Linked DNA regions of Sus scrofa: regions 1 and 2 are each linked to region 3. The links are chromatin contacts, called in public HiChIP or PLAC-seq maps. All regions are on one chromosome and are shown on one strand. The core of a region is the stretch at or near the end of the contact, and the rest is flanking DNA. Distances in the headings are between cores, read along the strand shown.

What was found. HiChIP or PLAC-seq counts read pairs in DNA pulled down with a chosen protein or histone mark.
Region 1: an H3K27ac HiChIP or PLAC-seq map of alveolar macrophages shows a contact between it and region 3. The contact joins the promoter of GIMAP5 here to the promoter of GIMAP6 in region 3. A contact is called at or near these places in 11 of 47 Hi-C or Micro-C datasets (alveolar macrophages, blood, heart right ventricle and 5 more) and 2 of 2 datasets of contacts at active chromatin or transcription factors (alveolar macrophages and skeletal muscle).
Region 2: a contact with region 3 is called in an H3K27ac HiChIP or PLAC-seq map of alveolar macrophages. The contact joins the promoter of LOC100519177 here to the promoter of GIMAP6 in region 3. A contact is called at or near these places in 1 of 47 Hi-C or Micro-C datasets (alveolar macrophages) and 1 of 2 datasets of contacts at active chromatin or transcription factors (alveolar macrophages).

Annotation. Positions count from the first base shown.
Region 1 is chr18:6,361,776-6,365,794 of Sscrofa11.1, reverse strand. GIMAP5 (a long non-coding RNA gene) reads right to left here and starts at 2,352. Exons shown (of 6, transcript XR_002340496.1): 1 at 1,864-2,352; 2 at 1,364-1,459.
Region 2 is chr18:6,455,044-6,459,363 of Sscrofa11.1, reverse strand. LOC100519177 (GTPase IMAP family member 1) reads right to left here and starts at 1,832. Exons shown (of 3, transcript XM_021078917.1): 1 at 1,687-1,832.
Region 3 is chr18:6,412,801-6,416,898 of Sscrofa11.1, reverse strand. GIMAP6 (GTPase IMAP family member 6) reads right to left here and starts at 2,128. Exons shown (of 3, transcript XM_003360078.5): 1 at 1,747-2,128; 2 at 239-323. The coding sequence starts at 1,914. LOC102162439 (a long non-coding RNA gene) reads left to right here and starts at 2,132. Exons shown (of 2, transcript XR_002340502.1): 1 at 2,132-2,232; 2 at 2,368-2,567.

The DNA.
Region 1 (4,019 bases), core at 1,103-3,602, 51 kb after region 3:
CCCAGCTGCCCCCCCGCCCCCCCACCACACCCCACTCTGTCCCCTGCAGACCCCTGGGCCCGGTTGCCCCATCAGTCCCCTCCTGATGCCACCATCATCATGCTTCCTCCTGGCCAACCACCCAGCTCCCTCTTGTCAGAGCCATCTCATTAACATTCCTTTAAAATGTTATCAGAGACCAGGCTTGGCCAGGCGCGCCTCTCCCTGCACGTGGAGGCTGGCTGGACCAGTTTAGAGAGCAGCTCCTGCTGAAGGCTGGAAAGGAAGGTGATTCCTTCTCCCATCCTCGGGCAGCCCCACATCCCACACCATCTCCACCGGGCAGGGCCGGGAGGAGCAGGTGGGGACAGAAGAGGTAGAGGCACCCTTGGGAACATGGGAAAGGCGGCTAAAACGCATCTGAAGTGGGCTACAACCTGGGCAGGTTAGCTTGCTCTCATTTGCCAGAAGGATTCCTGACAGCCTCCCCCACTTTCCCAACTGGAGTGTGATGGAGTGGCTGGCAGGCCCACGCATTGTCACCAACAAGGTGCCGCCATGAGACCCTGTCACTGTCAAGAGGGGCGGGGCAGGATAATCCTCTAGGAATCACAGCCGTGTAACTCCATTCTGGTGAATGGGGGGGAAGGGGGGTAAAATCTTTTTTAAAATAATAAATTGTATTTCTCAGAAATAAAGCAAATGGAGTTCCCTGGTGGACCTAAAGGTTAAGGGCCTGGTGTCATCACTGCTGTGGCTCAGGTCACTGGCCCAGGAATTTCTGCATGCTGTGGGCGTGGCCAAAAAAAATAGGAAAGCAAATGTTTTGCCTGACTAGATCATCATGCGTCCTGTTCCTGAAATCTTTCTGCTCTCTTTAAAATTGCAACTTTCCCTGGAGTCATGAATGCAACAGACCTCCCGTCAAATTCAAATCACCAGGCCAACTTTTCAGCCGGCTCCACAAAGGGCATCGGATGGCTTCTGGGAGCAGATCGAGGGAGGAGGGTCAGGTCATCTTCTCTTGCCCCGAGACGTGTCAAAAACTCAATACTTACACCCAGACGCGGTGCAACAGCCACTGGCTGTATATGTGCAAAACTTTTGCACAAACACGAGAAATAAACAAGCCAGTCAGCACCAAAGGGCTGCTGTCTGAGCTCATTCTGTTCAAAAGTTTAGGTTCTAAAAAAGACAATATCAGCAATATTTTCTGCTTGCACTTATTCGGGGCTTTAGGCTCTAGAACTCCTGACCTTAATTATTTAGGAACAGTGACACTGAGGCTTAGAAAAATCATGTGCAAACTGACGCAGATTATTACCGAGGGAGCTGGGGTGAGTGGGAGAGGGGCGGCGGGGAGAGAGGAGCCAAGCCCTGTTACCTGGTCGGTCCTGGAAAAGTCTTGCAAGTCCCACGCGCAGTCTTGAAACTATCCTCCCTCCGCTCCTTGGCAGCCTCTCTCATTGGCTTCTAGTCTCTTCAAACAAACACAAGAGCAGTGAGAAGTGAAAAAAAAAGCGGGCCACACATGCTACCCACGAGAGAGAGAGAGGGACTGCGTTCTCCCGGGGCCGCAAAAGACCAGCGTGTGCTGTTCTTGCCAAGACAGCCTCAGAATGAGTCAAAAGCCCTCAGAGGGTGCCATCAGAGGAAGAGGAGTATTTTTTGGTTTTGGTCTGATTTCTTTTTAATAACAGCTCCATTTCCTTCTCCCCACCACAGCTCTGTAAAGCTTTTGTGCCATTTCCCTGTCTGAATCAGTCGGGAGACCCAGAGAAGCTGGTGAACATCAGGGGCACAGGTGCATCCCAAAGCAGGCATCCTCAGCCTTTCACTGGCCCCACCTGGACCAACACGCATCTCGCCCGGCCCACCGTTTACCTCTTCTGCACAAAGACAGCTTCGTGTATGTAATTCTAGAGACCTGCAGCCAAAGCTGAACTCAGGGCGGGCATCTTGCATGAGACTTTGTACGGCTCTGGCCGCCTCTTATTTCTCTGTCCATTGGCCTGTCCTCAGGTCGCCCTTGCTTGGACGTGAGGGGAAAATAAAGTTGGGTAGGTTTCTGCACCTAGGTGAACTTGCACGGCCGCAGAACCCAAGGACACATCCGCCCCTACCCAGGGTGCGATGTGGGCAAAATGCTGAGCACTTGCAGGAAGGGTGTGCTCTGGTTTCCTCCTACCGCCCTAGTTAACCTCATCCTTGCAAAGGCCCTGCTGGGGGCCCTGGGTCGTGGGGGCTGAGCGCCCCTCTGGAGCCATGCTGAGGGTCAAGGGGGCAGAGCTTGAGCCACTACTTGCATCTTTGGGTTCAGATGAACTCTAGAAAAGCAACTCTAAGTAGGAAATGGAAACGCAGGTAACTCTTGATTCTTGCTTGGTTTGGAGGGGAGAGCGTTTATACTGCAGAAAACAGCCACACTTCACATCGCAATGAAAGCCGCTCTTGACTTACCAAAATATTCTCCCCTATTAATACTGTAATTTTCACACTTCAAATAATAATACTTTTTACACTGATTGAACTGGATAAATGCCCTCCTGCTGTAGAGGACAGAAAGGCATACTTTTTTTTTCTTTTTTTTGTCTTTTTGCCTTTTCTAGGGCCACTCCCACAGCATATGGAGGTTCCCAGGCTAGGGGTCTAATCGGAGCTGTAGCTACCGGCCTACGCCACAGCCACAGCAACACCAGATCTGAGCCACTTCTGCAACCTACACCATAGCTCACGGCAAGCCAGATCCTTAGCCCACTGAGCAAGGCCAGGGATCAAACCCGCAACCTCATGGTTCCTAATGGGATTCGTTAACCACTAAGCCACGAGGGGAATTCCCAGAAAGGCATACTTTTAACATACAGAAGATATTGTTTTTTCTCTGCCAGCTAGAAATGCCTCTAAGGTTGCATTTTTGCGGCTGGGGTGGGGGGACGGTTAAATATCGACTCCTTCAAAATAAAAATAATTATCTTTGCCAGATATTTATCCACCCTAAAATCATGAATAGCTTCATGCCTGAAGCCAATTTATCCAGTCATCTCAGTACATATTTTGTAAATATTGGATACACAAGAAAGGGACATTGCTCAAAGGTAGCAAAACATTCATGGTTAAGGTAAACCATTGAGTCATCCACCTCACCAGCCTGGCAAGGCTACTACTCACGTGCCCACAACATAGAGCTATGCATGTTGATCAGCTACTTTCTGCGCATTAGGAAAAACGCGAATTAATCACTGAAGAAAAGCTTTAGGCATTTCCTTAACCACTACATAGGCTGAAATGGGATAACCTTCTACTGGGAACAGTTATACCCTTTTTCCTCTAAACAGCCTGTACATATACTAAGCTGATTATTCTGTTAAATTAGGTGCATCTTTTTTTTCTTTCTGGGGCTGCACCTGCAGCATATGGAAGTTCCCAGGCTAGGGGTCCAGTCAGAGCTGCAGCTGCCGGCCTACACCACAGCCGCAGCAATGCCAGATCTGAGCTGGCTCTGTGACCCACACCATGGCTGATGGCAACTCCAGATGCTTAACCCAGTGAGCGAGGCCAGGGACCGAACCTGCCTCCTCATGGACACTATGTCCAGTTCTTAACCCACTGAGCCACAAGGGGAACTCCTGCATTTTTCTTATTAATTCAAAAAGGGCCTGTATTTATGACTCAAGAAAGCAAAACATTACCTCCTCAGCACAACACCAGTTAACACTTCTTTTCTGCCCCTTTCCATGTTTAGAGTTTAGTGGCTATTCAGGATTCCTCTTTTCCCTTCACAGCTAACTTGTGGAATTCCAGGGATGGCTCTTCAAACCACAGGTACTTCTAATTGCTGATGAAAGAAATGCCCAAAATAAAGAAGGAGGGAAATTGTTCCTTTGCCCATGCAGCTGCAGTGAAGAACAGCAAATATTATTCCTACAGAGGAGCCTGCGAGATAGCCAGTCCTCAAAAATTCTACCTCCGCGGAGTTCCCGTCATGGATCAGTGGTAACAAACCCGACTAGTATCCATGAGGATGCGGGTTCCATCCCTGG
Region 2 (4,320 bases), core at 583-3,082, 43 kb before region 3:
CCACCAAGTCTTCAGCGAAGTTCACCCCAGGGGCAAATCACATCGTGTGAGGCGTTATTTTGTAAATAGCAACCAACAAACTCCCTTAACTGACCCCGAGAAGAAATGAGGAAACAACCAACGAGACTCAAAGCAAATAAAAAAGAATGAAATAATTCCATTTGCAGCAGCATGGCTGGAACTAGAGATTCTCATCCTAAGTGAAATAAATCAGAAGGGGAAAGACAAACACCATGTGATATAACTTATATGTGGGATCTCAAATAGGACACAAATGAATCTATCTATGAAACAGAAACTGACTCTTAGACTTCAAGAACAAACTTGAATTGCCAAGGGAGAAGGGGGAGGGGGAGGGGAAGAGGGGAGGGAAAGACTGGGAGTTTGGGGTGAGTAGATGCCCTTTTACAAATGGAAGAATAAACGAAGTCCTATTGTATAGCATAGGGAACTATATTCAATATCCTAACATAAACCATAATGGAAAAGATTATATATATTATACATTATATTATAATATATACTATGTATTCTTATGTATATCTGAATCACTTTGCTGTACAGCAGAAATTATTACAACATTGTAAATCCACTGTATTTCAATAACAAAAGGCAACCTCTGCCCCTCATCCCCACTCTGAAGAGAAAAGATTCAAAGCAAAGAGGAACAATTTAGCTAAAGCAAGATGTTCTGGTCAAAGGTGGAAATGAAGACAAGCTACAGGGGATCCCTTGGGTAAGCCCTTCGGAACTTCCCCCAAAGTTTGGAATGAAACTTGAAGAGTTCTTCTGATGTTCTTAACAGCTGAAATCTGGGCTTACAAAGACGTGTATTATTGGAAAATATAAAACTTGTAGAATCCTTTCTCTTAAAATGCCAAGGGATCAAAGTTTATTTTGCTAGTCCTGCATTTCCTGAATCTGGCATATTTTGGAATTCTTTAGGGACTTATTAAAGATGTCTATTTCCTAGGGATTTTTATTCACATATCTGTATTTAATAAAAGGAAGTACCTGCCATGCCAAATAATTCTAAGTCATTTGGTCCATGGCCTGAGGGTTTGAATCAGTAACCCTAATCCCATCCCTTCATTACGTAAATGAGATGTAGAAATTAAGATGGCACAGCAGCCCATAGAGCCCTGGACTTGGGGGGCAGATGTTCAAGGGCGTGCGGTGGGGTGGGAAACTGTGTTGATAAACTCAGCCGTCTCCGGGACACGACTGTGGCCCGTGCTAAGGAGGGTGAGTGTTTTAGCAGGGTTCAGCTCAGATAGAGACAGAATTTCTACTTCAGAACTTGTTCTGAGGTTAGATTTGTTTCCCCAGGAATCTATTTGGCCTTCGCTCCATATGCATGTGGGGAGGGTTTGTTGCTTTCTAAAGTGTGTTTTGTTCCCTGCAGTAGTTCTAGAAAACAAACACCTTTCTTATTTATTCAGGGAGTAGGGAATACACGTCTACTGAACTTCCTCTGTTTGCAACTCAACATCCTTACAAACCTGGACCTGGGAAGTGACTGTGCCTGGATCCCGCGCCCCTTTCTCACGCCCATTAGAATGGAGCGACTCACGGGGCGAGCATCGACAGGCACAGCTCTTCCCCTTCCTCACAGGTCACGCGCGCACACTCACGCACGCACGCGCACCCTGGCCCCCAGGACGGCTCCCTTTCCCGTGGGCTCACCTTTCCTGCAGAATTGGTGACAGGCTCTCAAGTCGGCTTTGAGCAGCTCCTGACCTACTTCCTGCCTTGCGACTGTAGGTGGAGCTGACTCTTCCTCCCAAACCGGGAGGAAGTCTCTGTGCCTCTCAGACCTCTGAGCTCGGGGAGGGAGGGCCCTGTGCTGATCACTTAAAGAGACAGAGGCATCGGCCTCCGAGCTAAGGGCCCCACGGGATGCTGGGATGCTGTCACTGCGCATCCCCCCCCTCTTTCCGCCCCCCCCCCCCCCCCCGCGCCACCCCGGGCTTTGGGCTATGGTGATGTTTCCCAGTTTCCTGTGACACCAGCATCTCATCCCCAACTGGCGCTATAACCTCTGAGGGGAAGAAGCCTGATATTCTTTCTGGCCTCTTTTTACCTTTTTTTTTTTTTTTTTTCCAAATTGGAGCTGCAGCTGGCTGCTGGCCTCTGACTTATTTCACTTAGTAAAGGCCTTCGGGGTCCATGGATAGACCCTTAGGTTGCTTCCATACCTGGGCTATTGTGAATAACGCTGCTGTAAACACAGGAGTGCAGATATCGTTTGGAGATCCTGTTTTCACTTCCCTGGGGTAGGTACCTCCAAGTGGAAGTGCTGGATCACATCGTAGCTCTCGGTTTAATTTTTGGAGGAACCGTCATGCGGTGTTCCATAGTGACTGCACCAGTTTACAGTTCCACTAACTGCACCCAAATGGTCCCTTTTCTCCACGTCCTTTCCAACACTCGTTACCTCTTGTCTTTTTGATGACGACCGTTCTAACAGGTATAAGGCAATTTTTCATGGTGGTTTTGATTCATATTTTCTTGATGATTCATGTTGAGAAGTTTTTCACTTACTTGTTGGCCATTTGTATGTCTTCTTTGTGAAAATGTCTATTCAGGTCATCTGCCCATTTAAATTGGATTTTTTTGGTTTGTTTTTTTTTTGTGTGTGTGTGGTTTTTTGGCTACAAAGTTGTATGGATTCCCTGTATACGTTGAAATGTTACCTCTTGTTAGATATATGATTTACAAATATTTTCTCTCATTCTATGAATTGCCTTTTCATTTTGCTGAATGTTCTTTTTGCTGTTCTGAGGAAACTTTTTAGTTTTATGTAGTCTCATTTCTTCTTTTTTTTTTTTTTTTTTTAGTAATTTTAGAGACACACCCTCGGCATATAGCAGTTCCCAGGCTAGGGGTTGAATTGGAGCTGTAGCCACCAGCCTACACCACAGCCACAGCCACTCCAGATCTCAGCCACATCTGCAACTTACACCACAGCTCACAGCAATGCTGAATCTTTAACCCACTGAGCAAGGCCAGGGATTGAACCTGTGTCCTCATGGATGCTAGTCAGATTTGTTTCTGCTGAGCCATGATGCGAAGTCCTCTCACTTATTGACTTTTGCCTTTGTTTCTTGTGCTTTTGGTGTCAAAAAAAAGGAAAAAGAAAAATTGTTGCCAAAACTAATGTCGAGGAACCTACCCCCTGTGTTTTCTTCTAGGAGTTTAATGGTTTTAAGTCATAAGTTCCCGTCTTAGTCTGTTTTGAGTTGATTTTTGTGTATGGTGTGTGACAAGAGTCCAGTCTGATTGTTTTGCACGTGGCTATCCAATATTCCCAACACCATTTATTGAAGAGACTCTTCTTTCCTCATTATGTATTCTTGACTTATTTGTAGTAAATTAATTGACCACATATACATGGACTTATTTCTGGGGTCTGTGTTCTATCCTTTAAATATATTTACAATTGCTATTTGGAAGCCTTGTCTTCAAATCCAGCATCCAGGCCCTCTGACAGGCAGTATATGTTACCTGTCGGGTTGGGGCGGGGCCGGGTCATAGATTCCTGTTTCTTTGTATGTTTTGTAGCACTAAAAACTGGGCAATTTAGATTATATAGTGTAGCCACTCTGGATTATGCTTTTCTGGGGCCTGATCTCCTATTGTTGCATATTTGTTTCGCGACTAGTGAGGTCTAGCTCTCCTGCTGTGTAGCATGTCTGATGTTGCACCTCAGCGTCTGCAACCTTGGGCATGCACACCATCACCTGCATGACAATAGTTCTAGAAGTGTTCTCTTTGAATGTCTCTTTCTCTAATCTCTCCTTTAATCTGTGTGTCCCGGTTGGTATTACACCCAGTTGTCAGGCTTACTAAGTGCCAGTGGATGGCCTTCTAGTTTTGACAATGGGGGGAAAATGAGGTTTCTCAGTTGTTTATTAGCCCCTTTGAGAACGGCCATTGTTAGGGTTTTGAAAGATTGCAACTTCCATACACACCGATTCCCTGTTTAGAGTTTATTTTGTTCCATTCATGTTGAAGTCAGACGTGCTGACTATTGCGCCTAATCCGAATAAGGCCCTGATGTGTTTGGAGACTCACAGGACAGCCTCCGATCCTCAGGCAAGGCCAGCTTGGGGAGGGATCTGAGGAGGATCCTAAGGACACATATACATGGACTTATTTCTGGGGTCTGTGTTCTATTCTTTAAATTCCATTGGGAGTGAAAAATGCTGCCCGTATCTGTAAACAAAGGTGTTGCCTGAAGGTGAGCCCCGAGGACGCTCAGAAAGAGAAAGCATAGATCCTGGGCCCAGAGAGCTGAGGTGTGTATCATGTGCCCAG
Region 3 (4,098 bases), core at 879-3,378:
GTGAGCCACTTGTCACAGCCACTCAGCACATCTCTCTGAGGCTCGGTGAAGGGCCCCTTTCACCCTTGCACCTGTCAGCACTCTTTCCCCTCTCATCTGGCCCACCCTGAACACCCTCTGATGGCCGCCTAGGTGGGCACCCCCTGCGCCCCCCAACACGACGCGACCACCCCCTGCACCTCACACATCCCCCGACCATGCCCCTCTCACATTCACATCTGCTAGAAAGTTCTTTTACCTCCTGATCTGTCTTGGGTGGGCTCCTGAGACAGCCCTTCTTTGAAATTCTCCTGGACAATCAGTTCGCATTCTTCTTCCTCTGTCTAGAAAAAAATTAAAATAGGACTTACCAGGTTTGAAGAGGCAGCTAACTTTTGCCTTTTTCTTGTCAAAAGAACATTGTTTGCATTGGTTCAGGGAGGGGAGGTGTCTGGGGGACGGGGGACTGAGCTGCCCTCTGCGTCCTTGAGGGACCCTCTTCCCACTGCCCCCCGCTCCCCGACTCTGGTTTCCATGGGGGGGAGGCGACTCTGTGAGGGGGAGAAAGGAGCATTGTGACAGACACTGGCCGCTGGTGAGAGGCTCTTGGGGACACAATGACCTGTGGACAGAGCCTGGCAGTGGGGGCTGCGGAGGCCGAGAGCGGCCGGAGAGGAGGACCACGGCCAGGCACAGGCCGCCTCTGGGTCCCGGCGCTGCTGGGAGCCCTGAGGTCTCAGTGTCATCTCCTTGGCTGCCAATGATGGGGGGGGGTCACACTGCCTGGGCCTCCGTGCCCGCAGAGCTGCAAATGCTGGACCCAGACTGGATGCTCCTGAGATCTTTTCCCTCTAGACGATTCCAGCACATTTTATGACACTTTCTAGAGCAAGTCCTAGTCCTCTTGCAAAGGAGCCATGTCAACCCCCCGCTCCCGGACTCCCATCGTCCTGAGGCGAGAGCAGCGTATCTGGCCTCACACCGAACCGCCTGGTGGACTCACACGGTTCCCTGTTTCAGGAGCCCCTTGTGTTACAGCTGCTCGGGTCTCTGCGGGATGGGGAGGGCACCGCACGGCCCCATGGCTGTTTTTCTGGAATGTGAGGGTGCAAGAGACAGTCCCAGGCAGGTGAGCATCTCCAGATGGAGGCTCTGATTGAAGGGAAACCTAAATACTGGGGGTGGGGGTGGAGGGACGCTGCAGACAGAGTTTGCTGTCACCACAGCATCCTTGGGATGAGGGGCGGGGACAGCTGTCGCTCTCTGTTAAGCTGGCAAACTGCAGAGGACAGGCAGTGCATTCCAGGCAGGGCACAAAGGGCACAAGTTTCTCTCTCTCTCACACACACACACACACAGCGCACATACGCACACCCATACACTCACAAACACAGGAACATACACATGCATACACAGCACACACATAAGACAAACATAAGACTCACACCGTCCACACACATACACTCAAACACACACAGAAACACAGCTCACACACACAACACACACCACGCATACACATCCACTCACAAACACCCAAATACACGTATAAACACACAGACAGCACACACCAAAGGCAACAACACAGAAAATACATGCTCCCACACACACATCCCTACACAACATACCCAAACCACAATACACACAGACACCATGCACACGACTCACACAATCCACACCCAGACATCACACACACACACACACACTCACACGAACCCAGTACACATACACAACGCACACAGACACAGGCACCCTCACACTTGGACTTACCCCTCCTGTTGGGCAGAAGAAAAGGCTGCGTTTTGCGTCTCCTGGGGCCAGGTTGTCTCGTGAATTCTTTGTTTCTCCTTTCAGAGCGGACACCTTGCAGGCCTGGGGGGGCCTTGAGTGGAAAGGGTAGAATAAAATGTCCCAGAAGTTTGAATAGATATAGGACATCGTTTATATTTTTTTTAGCAAAATGTGATCCCAAAGCTCAGCTCAAGAACTGCCGTTGAAAGCCCAGCCGTGCATGGGGCGGGTGCAGGAAGGGGCGGGAACAGGCAGGCCAGGCCCGGCTGGGAGGCACACAGCTCTGCCCTCTGCATTTTGTTGGCTGCTGCCTTGGGAACCCCAACAGGAAAAACACCCGCGAAACTTCACAAGGGTGACACATCTGCTCTGTGTTCCAGGTGGGGGACAGAAACCACGGCTCGTGGCGCATGTGCGAGGCCCTATCAGGGTCTAGGGCGATGCTGGAGGGCATTCTCGTGTTTGGTATATTGTTATTATTTTTATCCTGAACGAAGACAACTAGAACTCAGAGGCTTAAAACCAAGCAGCAGATCTAAGAAAGTGTTGTGCCAGGGGAATGAATGATTTTTGTTTAATTGATTTTCTCTCTTTTTTGAGAATCACCAGCTTCCTGCAGATGTCCTGTGCCTCCCCGGCCCCGACAGACATGCATTGTCTCTCCCCCTCCCCCCACTCCTCCCCCAACTCCTCTGCTGGCTTTCCAGGGTCTCCAGTTTGCTGACAGCGGGCCTTGGGACTTGTCAGCTGCATCATCTCATGAGCCAATTCCTTGTAATAAATCACATGAGCCAATTCTTTATAAGTCTCTCTCTATAGATGTATACACACACACACACACACACACACACACACATTCTGTGTCTGAAAGTTCCAAGCGATATCATATAATATTTGTCTTTCTCTGTCTGGCTGACTTCATTTAGTATGATAATCTCTAGGTCCATCCATGTTGCTGCAAATGGCCATATTTCATTCTCTGTTATGGCTGAATAATATTCTATTTAGTGTACACACACATACACACACAAACACACACACACATACATAATTATCCGTTGATGGTATTTGGGCTTTTTCCCAGGTCTTGGCTATTGTAACTAAAGCTGCTGTGAGCATGGGGTGCATGCATCTCTTGAATTAGAATTTTCATCTTTTCTGGATAAACGCCCAGGAGGGAAATTCTTGGATCATATGGTAGCTAATTGTTCCACCTGAGATGTATTTTGGATGCATTTGTGGCAGAAGGCGAGTTCCATACCCTCTTTCTCTGCCATCTTGATCCCTTTCCCGGGAAGTCATTCTTGATTTGGGGGAGAGGATTGCTCACTGGGGTCTCTATGGTGACATCAGATCTCTTCTCCAGGGTGAGGGCTCTCCTCATCCTAGCCCTTGCCTCTCTCTCTCATCCTGGGAACCATCTCATGTAAAGGGTAAGGCATATGGACCAATGTTCTAACTCTTTCCTGGGAAGAGACCAGGGGAAGGGGAAGGCAGGTGGTGGAGGAGGCGAGAGAGACAAGAGCCGTGGTGGAGACAGGGGGCAGTGTGGTTGCAGATCAGCGGAATGATCTTTTTTTCTGAAATGTCGAGACAGTTACAGGAAATGGTCTACCCTCCATGGTAGACTTCCTGGGAACATGCTGAAATGCACACAAACAAAAGCCCATATCACCCTGTTCAAGTGAAAAAGCAGAGATGAGGCGTGGAAATTCCCCAAGCAGACGAAACCAATGTAGTCATTCAAACAAAGCTCAATTTAGGTTATTTTGCAAGATGCAAACTGGGCCGTTTCCTGCTTAGGCCTCTGGAAACCATAAGCAAAACTGAAGCTTCCCCAAACCTGAGATGAGATTATCACTAAGCAATTATCTGCCATTGAAGAGAATCCTAACATTATAAACAATTGCTATGACGAATAAACAGTCCCTGGCTTCTCACTGCATAAGCTGCTGTATAACCACATACCCAGGAGCCTCTTTTACGGTCTGGTTTGAGTGCTCCCGGCCTGCTTGTCTTTTTGGTGTGTGCCAGACAATCCTTTACCAGTGACTGCCTCAGCCATTCACTGGGTTTAGGTTCTGTTCCTTCTGAGTTTTTGACAGCATCTAATAAAGGGGTCCACAGGTCAGTGAGCGATGGAGAACTCGTGTCAACAAAGATGTTCAATTGCCAAGGAGGGAACTGGAGAGAGACAGCAGAAGACATTGTCCAAAGATAGTGTGGAGCCCTGGGGGGTAGGGCGTCACCAACAATTGATCTTTTTATGCCAGTCCAGCCTCTTCTAGACAGAGTTTGCTCCCACTCCTGACTTCAAGTAATAGGTAAGAA